Regions from separate parts of the Canis lupus genome. Here region 2 is linked to region 1. The links are chromatin contacts, called in public Hi-C maps. All regions are on one chromosome and are shown on one strand. The core of a region is the stretch at or near the end of the contact, and the rest is flanking DNA. Distances in the headings are between cores, read along the strand shown.

What was found. A called contact is a pair of places that touch in the nucleus more often than the background predicts.
Region 2: a contact with region 1 is called in a Hi-C map of blood, with 4 times the contacts expected there. The contact joins the promoter of BRPF3 here to the promoter of MAPK14 in region 1. A contact is called at or near these places in 3 of 9 Hi-C or Micro-C datasets (amygdala and blood).

Annotation. Positions count from the first base shown.
Region 1 is chr12:5,325,765-5,332,510 of UU_Cfam_GSD_1.0, forward strand. MAPK14 (mitogen-activated protein kinase 14) reads left to right here and starts at 1,991. Exons shown (of 12, transcript NM_001003206.1): 1 at 1,991-2,106. The coding sequence starts at 1,991. It overlaps SLC26A8 (testis anion transporter 1), which reads right to left and starts at 1,336. Exons shown (of 19, transcript XM_038553857.1): 1 at 1,120-1,336. The coding sequence starts at 1,174.
Region 2 is chr12:5,490,930-5,497,332 of UU_Cfam_GSD_1.0, forward strand. It overlaps BRPF3 (bromodomain and PHD finger-containing protein 3), which reads left to right and starts at 2,232. Exons shown (of 13, transcript XR_005367613.1): 1 at 2,232-2,310; 2 at 5,870-6,403.

The DNA of each region.
Region 1 (6,746 bases), core at 741-3,240:
TAGTTCATTTTTACCCTTTCAGTCACTCCCACTTCACTATCCCAATTTGGTGGATAATCATGAATTCCTTAGGTTCATTCCTACTGCCGAGTTTCCTCCCTTGTATCCATCCACTCATCACCTTGATTGCCCACTCCCACCCGCCATTTCTTTCCAATCACATTTTTGCTTCTCGCCTCTTCCTTCAACCTTCATTACTTCTTGGAGGGCTCCCTAAACTGCAGGTAGCCTTGGAACATTTTCAAGCAGCATGTCTTCATAGGCGAGAGAATCCAGACTAAGCCACATCGGATCCTCCAAGAAAAGCTTTCCAGGAATGACCCATGACTCTGGTTTTTATTTTTGTTTTTCCTTGAGGAGAACTGAGGATCCTGCACTCTCTCCTAAGTTGAGATCATGGTCATTATTCATAATTTGTTCAATAAATATTTATGGGGTACCTATTATATTCTAGGCACTGTGCTAGGTGCTGGGACAAGATATGCAAAATCTGAGCATTCTAAAGGATGCACGACACGAAAGAGAATAATCACGGGAAGGGTTGAGAGGTGTCCTGGCTTGGACCCAGTTACTTCTAAGAGACATTGTAACAAACTTTAACAAAGGAATAAGTTGGTTACAGTGGCTGTAGGCATGGTTATATAGTATCTTGCTCACTCACACTTACTATCTTGTTCAGCTTTACAGGTAACCCTATTAGGCGCGGATGTAAGGCAGGAATTACTTTTGCAGAAGCTGGAACTAGAGTCTAAGAGAGGTCAATAGACTTGCCTAATAGGACACCCTCTGCCTTGCTCTCCTTAACCTGAGGCAAGAATCAAGCTTCAGAGCAGGATTCAGTTTCAAACCCTCAGAAGTACTCTTTTCAAAAATCCTTCTCCAAGGGGGATGCGGGAGACTTTCCTGAATCAGAACTGCCTGGAGCATATTATAAAAATGCGCGTTCTTGGCGCCTATCACCGACCTATCCACTTAGACTCCCTGTGGGTCCTGGGACTTGGCTTTTTTTTTTTTTTTTTTTTTTTAACACTCCAAGTGTTCTTTTGCACATAAACGTTTAAAGACCGTTAGGAGAGTTTGGGTGGAAAACCTCAGACTTAACGTAGAGCTAATACTTGCTTTCGGGATAGGGTCCGTCACAGTTCCGAAGATTAAGCCGTATGTCCCCGAACATGGAATAACGGCTTTCTGGCTGGAACCTTCCTTTTCCAAATGTAAGTATTTCTTGGAAGTTGGAGGTTCTGCTGAGCAGATGCTCGGCTGCTGGTGACTACCGGCAGTTCAAAGATCTTTTGGCTCTTTTCCCGACACCCTATTAGTCGCCGTCGCCTCCCGCCACGGAGCCGGGCGTTTGCCCCGCCGACCACGGTGGGGCGCACGCGGCATACGTTGCCTGCCTGTCCCTCCCTTTCCCGGGTCCGCCTTCGCGCCCTTAAGAGCAGTCCCCGAGAGTTCCTGCCTCTGGTCTCCAGCTGTTGCCCTTTTCTCGCGAGAAGTGCTCCTCCCATCCTCTCCGGTAGTCCACCCCCTCCCGTGGGCAGGTTCCATATTGGGTAAAATCTCGGCTCGCGGAGAGTCCCGGGAGCTGGTCTCGCGAGAGTACGGCTAGCGACTCCTGTTCGCTGGCTCTGGAACGGCGATCACTGGAACTTGAGCGGGCGCTGCAGCTGGAGCCGCAGTTCCGCGGCGCAGCCCGGGGTCGGCCTGGTCGGGGAGAGGGTGCAGGGAGAGCGTGGTGGGCGCAGCCCTGAGCCCCGCAGCCTGCCCCTGCCCTTCACCGGGCTCGCCCGGCAGCTGCGGCTGACAGGGGCCGCGCGCGCGGGAGTCGGCGGGGTCGCGTCTGCCGCACCTGCGCCGACTGCCAGCTCCGGGTCCCCGCCCGGCCCGGCGGGCAACGAGGGCCCGGGAGCGGGAGCGGGAGCGGGTGCGGGTGCGGGCGCAGGCGGGGCCCCTCAGGGCCACCTCCTAGCCCCGCGGCCGCCGCTGGAAGATGTCTCAGGAGAGGCCCACGTTCTACCGGCAGGAGCTGAATAAGACAATCTGGGAGGTGCCCGAGCGTTACCAGAACCTGTCCCCGGTGGGCTCCGGCGCCTACGGCTCCGTGTGGTGAGTGTCACCGGGCTTGGGTCTGCGGCGGGCTTGGTGGCCTCAGCACCCCAGAACCAGGCCTGCCCACACAGCTCAGCGATGCACCAAGCGGTAGGAATTTTCTCTGGGGGAGGGCATCGTTGCCCATTCGACCCCTGTGCTGCACGCCCGGGACCCCCTTGCACCCCTCACTCTGCACCCCCAGGGAGGCGGTCGGCTGTGTGCAGGATGCAGGTCCACGGTGGGCGGTGGTGCTGGAGCTCGGCCCTGCCTCGCACCCTGCGCAATCCCTTCTGGGGGGGTGGCTGCTCGGGGGAGGGGGGCTGGCACAGAGGCCGGGGCGTCTCTCCGGGGGTGGGGGGTGTCTCCCTGCCAGCCTCGAGCCGAAGGAGCCTCTCCGGAGGTGCAGCCACTCTGGGCGCGCGGGAGCCTGCCCTCCAAGCAGACAAGCCCGGGGGGGCTGCAGGGAGAAGCAGAAGGGCCAAGCTCTACGGGAGACTGCGAGCGTCGGAACAAAACTGACGACCAAGGGCTTTCTGCCCTGGCTTTTTTTTTTTTTTTTTTTTGCAGACCTCTTTCGAAATCTCATTTCGAGAGGCATTCTTTTCGAATTCGCACTTGCATTAGCAGCGACCCAAAGAACCGAAAATACCGACTTTATCTCGGCCAGCCTAGTGCCAGCTTGAGTTGTGTGTTTCCGATTCTGTTGAAAGCGTATTTCCTTTTCGCTGAGTGGGGGTGGGTGGTAGTGCCTGCAAGAACACTGCAGCTTGAGAAACTGGCGGCTTCACTGATTAGTCACATACCACTGCTCATTTAAGTATTGTTTGGCAAAAACAGTTTTTTCACTTGGAGCAAGTGAGATTCAGATCCGTTGGACGCGCTCAAGATCAAAGAATCATGAGCAATCTGGGGAGGTATTGTAAGTATTTCTTAATTGCAGTACATCTTGTGAATATTGTGTTTTTAAACTTCTTTAGAGAGTTCGCAGGGAACTGATCTACATTTGTAGCCTGAGGTACACGATGGTTTTCATAAGGATAGGGAATATATAGCAAAGGAAGGGAGAGACACTTCTCAGCTTTAATTCACACTGTGTTTTAAATTAAATCGATCCAATAAAATTCTTGGATCTAAAATATTTCACTAGTTTAGGTATTACACACCATATTTTAGAGTTACTGTAACTTGAGAGCTGCTGATCTGAAACTAATTCCTGTATTCATGTGAATCATTTGAAAAGGGCTCCATAAGATTTTGGGAGGGTGGGGGTGGGGGTGAGGGAAACGAATTCCAGACTTTTGGATGTGTTAATCTTTATAATTCTTGTGTTTCTTAAAGTCACATCATGAATTTCCTGTTTGCTAGAATCTTCTGGGTAATTGAGATTGTGCAATTGTGTCAAGCAACAGATCATATTGCATTTTCTAGTTCAAGCTGCGTGAGTTCATCTTGCTGATGGTCCCGTGCTTGACATCTTTTCCTCATTTTTATAATATGGCAGTTTACGTTTTAAGGGAATTTGCAACATTTTACTGTATCCATCTATATGTGTGATTGATTTGCAAATTTTCAGAGATATATTTGGATCATGGCTCCTTTAATAGCTTATTATTTTACCACTCTTTTTCATTCTGTTATGTCATAATTGACATTAATTTTCGTAGTACCAAGTTTCTGTTTCCAATGATGTTTAAACTTTAATGAAATGATACAGCAGAATAGCTCAACTATGGGGAGTTTAGTGGACCTGAAAACAACTGCTTGCAAGGTCTTCCTACTGTTGGTATGAATAGCTCTGTCCTGGAACTGCAGATTCAGATTTAGAGTGAAGTATCATAAAAATGACCTTTACATTTCCTTAGTACTATACTTTTTTGGCTTACAGAAGCCAGAAATATCTGACACTTGGAAGTGATTTTGTTAAACATATTTTAAAAAATATGTATAGAATTATATACACATTGTATAAAATTCAAAAGGCGTAAAAGGATATTTAACGAAAGGTATCCTTTCCTTTCTTGTTCTCCAACTGTGCTATTCCTTTCCTCTGAGACAGCCCCTGTTAAGTTTCTTATGTGTCTTTACAAGGAGGCAGAGCCCATTCATTTGTTTTTAGTAGTATTTCTGTTGAGGGATTTAAAGTGTGACATATGGTATATTGGTGGAAGAGAATGCATCTTATGTGTGTCAGTTGACTATGGCAAATATAATTGATTTTGGATTGAAAATATCAGAATTTAGATATACATAAGTAAGTGGCATCTCATTCAGAATTATTTGAAGTTATTCTTTCAGTTCTTTCAGATTCTTAGCAGTGTTTTGGGTGTTGCAGCAAACTTTTTTTTTTTTTTTTTTTTTAATTTCTCTTACAGCATTCTGGAGCCTGTGTTATTTTTCACTGCCATCATCCTTTAAGAACAGATTTGATTTTAGGGAATAAGAAAATCAAGCTGAATTCAAATAATTTAGAGAATTTGTACTCAAGTCTGGCGAGAAAGATTAGGCATTCAGGTTGGTCTTGTTTTAGGTCAAATAGGAGTTATAACTATAAAGTAATGACAGAATTTCTTGTGTGACTTGTAGAACTGGATCTGAAGTCTGTTCCGAAAAAGAATCTCTGAAAGCATTTTAAGGAATGCAACCTCACGCAAATATCTGTCAGTTTCCTAATTTGATTGCTCCTAAGTGTGATATACTTTGATGTATATTAAAAGTTTTTTATGTTAAGCCTATTTTCTCATTTTAATTTTCACTAAGTCTACAGTAAAAAGGCAAGCAGCAGCCTGTATGCTATGAATCCAAGATCAAGGAATCAGACTAGAAATTGAAAATTGATAAGGTTTTATTTTTTTAATTTTTCAATTTTTTAAAAAATTGATAAGGTTTTATAATATACCTTTCCTTTTTAAAAGGTAAAGGGAACTAAATAAGTCTTGCAGTTTTAAGGAACTTTGTTGCATTGTCTGTGAGGGGAAATGAAGCAAAATTGTTTAAGAATACTTTGTTGCAAAGCATTGATTTTCTGGTTTTGGGACAGAAGGAGGGACTCTTTGTGGTGAGTTTAAGGAAATATAAACAGGAACTTAAATGCCTTTCCTCTGGGTATGGTTTTTCCAGACCCTTGCTGTTGATTAGAGGAGGTGGGGCCCTGGTAGCCATAAAATAGGTAGCCATAAAATAAAAAATACTCTTAAGTCATAGTCCTTTGTTGATTCAACAACACTGAATACCAGCTACGGACTAGATAATGGGCTAGGTTTCATGAGATAGAGTGCTGAGCAAGACAGTGAGATAATCCATTCCCTCGTCAAGCTAAGTCTAATGTGAATAAAAAAACTACATTTTATGGATTGCTTACTGTTCTAGGCATTTTACTGTGTAGTTTATATTTATCACGAGTGTATTTAGCCTATGCAAGATTTTTTAGTGAGAGGATGGCAAAACTTACTAAGAAATCAAATCCAGCTTCCTAAATGCTCTGTGGAATAAGACTGTATATACATGAATATAATAAACAAAGCTAAGGTTTAGTGTTAATAGCCATTCACTGTTTTAAATCTTTTATTCTTTTCTTTTAGGATGAGCCAGGGCACAGATAAATGAAAATACATCATTATTGACTATGCAAAGATGACTTTCTTGACTCCTAATCAGTAAGAGGGGCCTGCCCTTTACTTTTCTGGTGACGATAGTAGGCCCTTACTGAACTTTCTTCCCATTTGCTTTTCTTTGTAACCGAAAGCAAGATGGTTCACTGCATGTTGCCAGTACCAACAACAAATAGATATTTAAAGATAATTGCAAATATTTATGTTATTGATATATAAACATAAAGAATTAAAAAAAATAATTCAGTCAAATTTGTTATAAAGTAATTTTTCTAATTGAATCCCATTTTGATGGATTCTGATGCTTTTCTCTGGCTCCCATTTTAAAATGAGGGTATCCTGAACCTCTGGCTTTTCAGTTCTGCCAGCTTAATTTCTTGATATTGAAGAGTACTCTGTTTTTGATTTCTCTCTAACTCAGCCTCAGAGATGATGTGTGTGTTGACTTTGCCTTTCATGGGCAATGGTGCAGATGGCGCTGAGCCCTTGAGGCTTTGAATTCAAAGGTAGAGGAATTCACTGGGCTAGATCACTCTCAGTTTAGTATAAATTGGCATTTTTATGGGATTTTATACTATAAAATATTTTCATTGAAAGCATTATCATTCAGTCTTCACTGACTCTCTTATTAACCCAGTTATATAGGTGAAGAACTGGACTCATTCATTGAAAGAATGGCTTATTCGTCAGTGGTACTCTGGATTTGGTTTTAGGTTTTCAACACTTTACAAGTCATCTTTTCTCTACCTATAGGCTGCTGAGTTTGTGTGATAGTGCCTTCTTTTGTACTGTTTGTTCCTTCTCCCACTTTTTGTGAAGAAAGAGGTTGCTGGGTCACTTGCAATAGAGCTGTGACTGTACAGAACCAATCCCACTAGTGTCATTGCCTAGCTTATCTGTGGGGTAATGACGTAACTTATTAAAGTCACACCTCTTCCTCAGAATTGATAGACCAAAAAACGAACTCATTGCGCAGATCAGATTCTTTTCCCAAGTAATTATTAGGAAGTACAAATACTTAATTCCTGAATTTGTGAATCCTGGTGG
Region 2 (6,403 bases), core at 982-3,481, 170 kb after region 1:
GGTCTTACTATGAAAACTTTTAATAGAAAGATCTGGAAATCAAATGTATTAACTCTATGCTTTTTCAAGAGCATTTAAATCATTATTTTACACTTAATGTTGCAAGTAGAAACGAATGCATTTTCCCAAGGCATCTATTCATTAACTTTAGTGGAAAAAGATAGTTCCCAATCACACAAATGGGAACTGTGCTAAATAAATTTTGTGAACATTTATCAAGAAATAGAAGTTACAAAAAAAAAAAAAGAGAAAGAAATAGTTACTAGTCATATGTATAAATGGACATAGTTCATATTTTCAAAGAACTGAAGTTCAGTATTTTTGTTTCTTTTAGTCTTCGGGGTCTCACCCCCCCCCCCCTTAACTAAAAGTAATTGTAATATTCTTTTGCCTCTGGGGCTTTCCCTTCCACAATTAATCATTTTTTATCTACACCTTCCCTCCAAATGATTATTCATTCCCCCTAGCCTTAGAACACTTGACATTAATTCATACTCCTTCAGCATCAGTTTTCAAAACATTGCCCTGCCCTTGCTTAGCTCCACGAGACACTCCCTTTTCTTTCAGAAAATTGGTTAACAGAAGAATTTTTGCTATCACTCTGCTATCACTTTGACAAGGTGCTACCATGAAATCAGAAAAACATCTTTGTAGTACAAATTAGCTTTCCTTACTTTCATCGAATCTTCAAATTCAAAACACAATATATTTAAATTCCTTGCGATAATGAACATCTATACTTCAAAAGTGGTGATATGCTCCGTTTAAACATTTGGAAGACTTGGATCCTGAGACTATCTTTCATCCTCTGACTCTAGAAGCCGTGTCCTTGATCATCAGAACCAAGCAAGAAATTGTGAAAAAGTCTCACCAGGCTACACCACCAGCGCGGGCAGAGGAAACGCTTTCAAAATATGTCATTCATCTTCACATTTTAAAGGCAGTCTATCCATACATGTCTTATACACATCATTAAATATTGGTACTTAAGACTTCAGTCATATGAGGTACGTTTTCCAATTTACAGGGGACGTGAGGGGGGGGTGGTGCCGAAGGAGTGTTCCTCTCCTTAAATTTACTTATCGAAACAAAAGCCAGTCTGATTACATCTGAAAGTCTGAGGTTGCCATTTGTCAAGAGTTTTTTTAGAAAGCCGCTTATTGCATTAAATTAACCGATTCCTAGCCAAATCAGGTTTAAGGAGAGAGTGCTGCTCCTGTCTCCAGTGACAAACGAGTTGCCAGACGTCCTTAAGTAGACTGTCAAACTTCTATGTTTACTCTTTTTAAACACATAAGGGAGAGAATAGCACCTACGAGAAGTCAGGTCTGTTTCTGCAGAAGCGCGTCCTCTGGGGAACAGACGCTCACCTGCGCACCTCAGACGGGCTTTCCCCGCCGCCCTCCCTGGCGGAGGGGATGGACATCGCTAGACCTTTGTCCTCGGGACCCGAGCGCGGCCGGGCAGGGAGGGGGACTTTCGGGGAGCAGCGCGGGCACCTGCACCCTAGGAGACTGCAGACCCGTCTGGGCTCCCGAGACCGCCGGGCGGAAGCTCTGGAGGGGCCCTCCAGCGCGGGGACGGGGTCCGTGGCCACCTGTCCCGCAGGGGCACGGGGAGGGCACGAGCGACCGCTCTAAAGAGTTAGGGATCCCCGTCTTTCCCAACCACGGGAACGGCCCCCGCTCCCTCGTGGGGCTCGCCCCGCGCGGGCTGGGCCGGGCTGAGCCTCGGCCGCGGCGGGCGCAGACCCGGTGTCCGCTCGGCGCCCCCGCCGCGTCCGCACCGCCACCGTGAGGCCGAGCCGGGGACGGTGCCCCGTGGCGGCGGCGGCCGCGGCTCCGCGCTCCTCGCCGCGCCGCCCCGGCCGCCGCCGCCGCCGCCGCCGCCGCCGCCGCCGCGCCGGGCACGGGCGGGGGGATTTTCCTCCCGTTCCCCCCTCTTTCGCGCTCTCGCTCCTGTTCAGCGGGAGAGCCCGCGGAGCCAGGGAGGGAGCGAGGGAAGGGGTGGAGGTGGCGGGGGGGAGGCCGGAGGGGCGGATCCTGCCTGGGGGCTGATCCCTCCCTCCCCTCGGCCGGGCTCCGTGGCGGCAGCGGCGGCGGCGGCGGCTTCATTCCCCCTCCTCCCCCGGGAGCGGCGGCGGCGGCCGGGCCGGGGCCCCAGCGCGGGCCGGGAGGGGGCACGGCGGTGGCCGCGGAGGCCAGCGCGGGAGGAGGCCGCGCTCCGCGCCCCGGGCCGCGCCGACCTGCTCGACGGCCGGCCCGCCCGCGCCCAGGGGCCCCGAACGGTGGGGCCGGGCCGGCGGCTGAGGTAATGGGGGTGGCAGCGGGGCCGGCCGGAGCGGGAGCGGGGGCGGGGGCGGGGGCGGCGGGGCCTAGGAGGACGAGGGACCGCGCGGGGGGGGGCGGGGAGAGGGAAGCGGGGGGCTTCCCGGGCCAGGCGGGGGCGGCGCGGAAGCGCTCTCCCGGAGCGAGGGCGGCGGCGGGGAAGGAGAAGGCGGGTGAGGGGGGAGCTGAACAGCGAGGACCCCCTCCCGCAGCCGCCATCTTGTTTCCCTCCCCCCCCCGGCCCTGGCTGGCGAGCCGCCGAGTCCCGCCCCCGCCATGTTCTCCAATTGGTCAGACCAGAGGAGGGTTCCGCCCCCTGAGCGTCCCTTGGCCCCCGGTTTCTCCTGACGGGCAGGCGAGGCGACCAATGGGCGCTCGCCTCTCTGCCCCGCTGGTTCGCTGGCGCTAGCTTTCTCTGTGTGAGGGTCGGACTCCGCGTCAGTCGGCCTCTGGTGCGCTCGCCCCCTCCCTTCAGGGGAGGCGATGTTATTTCCCTCCTTTCTCCTCGGAAGGGTCAAGATTCTTCTGGAAGAGGTGCCCCTTTAAAGGGGCAGGGGCCTTGGCAGGGGCGCTCCCTGTCTCCTGAGTCTCTGGTGGGCTACGGGGGACACAGGCTAATTGCAGAAACTCCTCGTCCTTCGGAGACCTGGGTGGGGTGGGCGAGTGGGGGCTCGGGGGTGCTGAGAGGACCTCTGGGGGCGTTGGGGTATCAGGAGGCGTGTTTGTGGCAAGGGCTGTGTGGGTTGAGAAACTCCCGCCAAGAAAACTGGACTGTAAGCTCCTTGTGGGCGAAACTCGTTTCCTCAGCAGCGGCCCTCGCCTCTCCAGAGTTGGCCTCCCGGTGCCCAGAGGCTGGGCAGGACCCAGGAGGTTTTCCGCAGATGCTCGCTGCTGGGGTGACGGCTGACCCAAGCTGCTAAGGAGGTGGCAGGCAGGGAGAAGAATATACAGCGCCTTAACAAAGGAGGGTCCACAACCTCTGTCTAAAACTTTGAGGTTAGCGTTGAGGCAGATTTTCAGGCCTGTGCGAGGATCTCCCTGCCCATGAGGGCTTGGGGGCAATGAAGCAGGACTGTTAGCCTGGGCTACCCCCCCCCCCCCCCCCCCCGAGTTGGCATTTGTCGGGCATGTAGTGGCCAAGGGCCTCTGGAACCTGGACAGAATTGCTGTGATGATTCTGTTGCCTTTTGTTCCAAATGGGGTGTGTGCCTGCCTGGCACTGTTCCTCAGCCAAGTTGTTTTTTGTTTGTTTGTGTCACACTTTTTTTTTTTAAGATTTTATTTATTCATGAGAGACACACAGAGAGAGGGGGGTAGAGAGAGAGAGGCAGAGACACAGGCAGAGGGAGAAGCAGGCTCCATGCAGGGAGCCCGACGTGGGACTCGATCCCGGGTCTCCAGGATCACGCCCTGTGCTGCAGGTGGCCCTAAACCGCTGAACCCCCTGGGCTGCCCCTCAGTCACACTTTTAAATGAAGATCTTAATACCTTATTCACATAGAGCAACCCTTAAGGGATAGATTTCATTTTCATTTTACTGGTCGAGTGTGGAGGCCCAGAGAGATGAAGTGACTTTCTCCAGGTCACACAGGGCCAAGATTAGAACCTAGATAGCCCCAGAGCCTCGTTTTGTACCAGACCATGGCATCTCTATGGTGGTCCTTCTTCCCACTGAGATGAGTTCAACACATCAGGAGATCCGGGTTTGAATTGTAGCTTCGGGTTGAGTGGCACCTTTCTGAGCTTGTTTCTTCATTTGTAAGATGGAGATGATATCTGTTCTACCTTCCAAACTAGTTGAGAGAAATGTTAAAAAGTGAAAGGGATTGGGGCACCTGGCTGGCTCAGTTGGTGGAGTGTGCAACTCTTTATCTCAGAGTCAGGAGTTCGAGCCCCATGTTGGGGGTAGAGACTAATTTTTAAAAATGTTTTAAATCTTAAAAAAGTAAAAGGGATTTGTAATCTGCAAAAGTGTGCTAAATTATCATCATCATCTCTGCTTTATAGATAAAGATGGTAGATCCTGCAACCAAGGTGACAATCTCCTTTTCTCTTTTAAATCCTCTCACTGTTGTACTTTTCCAAGTCTCTGCCTGCACCCTGGGGTACCATACCTCTAATGTCTTTCCTGGTAGTGATGGCCTCAAGTAATTGCTACCACAGCTTCTTAGGAGCTTGTCATAGTTCCTTTTACCCATAGAATGATGTGGGAAACTTTAGGGCTTTCTCCTAAAGTTTCCCACATCATTTCTCCTTGTTGCATAAGGGTAGGGTAGGTATAAGTATTTGGGGGAGAGAGGGACATTTGAGGTAACAGAATGCATTAAGAGTTTATCTCAGATATTGCCCCAATCACCTTAGCTGTAGGTCCAATGAGGATCCCAGATAGGCCACTTAAAACTTCAGTGCCACTTGGGGCCACTCCCAGAGCTTCTAGTGTTTCTGCTTAGATATACTAGTCAGTGCATCCTGAATGCTGGCTTTTCCAGAGACAACCTGCATAGGATAGTTTGAAGTCTTTAGCCTGCACATAGTAGACATTTCAGGTGCCTTCACCTCTTCATTCCTGGGTTCAGGGGATAGGGTTTCTGATCATTGTAATATGGGTTGGGAGAGGGCTTTAGACCTGTGAGGTGTTTTGTTGTTGTTGTTTGTTTTTAAGATTTTATTCATGAAAGACACAGAGAGAGGCAGAGACATAGGCAGAGGGAGAAACAGGCTCCCAGATAGAGTCCAATATGGAACTTGATCCCAGGTCCCCGGGATCATGACCTGAGCCAAAGGCAGACGCTCAACCACTGAGCCACCCAGGCATCCCAACCCGTGAGTTTTTGATCTTCTGATGGGGCCACTGGTCATAAACAGAGCTTGAAAATGGATGCTACTTTTGTTTCCTTTTTTTCTGAACCCTTGACCTCCCCCTCCTTTTCCATAGTTAGCTGTTACACAGCCTACATGCATCATTAGAACTCTAGGTGTCTCCCATGTTGTAATGATCTGTTTACTTTTCTGTCCCTTCAATTAGATGGAGCACCTAGATGGCAGGGATCATGCATGTTGGAATTTTTTTTTTTTTTTTTTTTTTTTTTGCATGTTGGATTTTGCCTTTCATTCATCTGATACTTACTGAGTGCTAACTTAGGAGCTAGCACCATCCAGGTGCTGGGAATACAACAGTGAACAAGATAGACAAAATTATTTCCCCTCACGGAGCTTACATTTCTGTGGAAGGAAGCAAACATTCATGATAAGTAGGTAAATTACATAGCATAATAAAAAATGGTGTTGTGTTACAGTGAAAAATAAAACAGAATGAGAGATTGCTAGTGAGGGAAAGAGATTGGCAGTATTAGATAAGAGTGGTCAGGCTCTCATTGAGAAGCAGTGTTTGTGAAAAAACTTGCAGGAGCAAGTTGTGTGGATGTCAGAGGGGCAGGATGTTCAGACAGAGGAAACAGTCTTCTTGGTGGCCTCTCGATCAGATGGAAGGGTGAATGAGTGCATGCCTGAACCTTCAGCTCTGCCTCCTGGTCTCTCCATAGGCCTGTCCCCTTGGTTCCCAGGTGCCATGAGGAAGCCGCGCCGGAAGTCGCGGCAGAATGCCGAGGGCCGGCGTTCCCCATCCCCCTACAGTCTGAAGTGTTCACCTACTCGGGAGACCTTAACATATGCCCAGGCCCAGCGGATCGTTGAGGTGGACATTGATGGACGCCTGCATCGAATCAGCATCTATGACCCACTCAAAATCATTACAGAGGATGAGCTGACCGCCCAGGATATTACCGAATGCAATAGTAACAAGGAAAACAGTGAGCAGCCTCAGTTCCCTGGTAAGTCCAAAAAACCCTCCTCCAAGGGCAAGAAGAAGGAGTCCTGTTCCAAACATGGATCTGGCACTTCCTTCCACCTCCCGCAACCCAGCTTTCGCATGGTGGACTCAGGCAGCCAGCCAGAAGCACCCCCACTGCCTGCTGCCTACTATCGCTACATCGAGAAGCCACCTGAAGACCTGGATGCCGAAGTAGAGTATGACATGGATGAGGAGGACCTTGCCTGGCTGGACATGGTGAACGAGA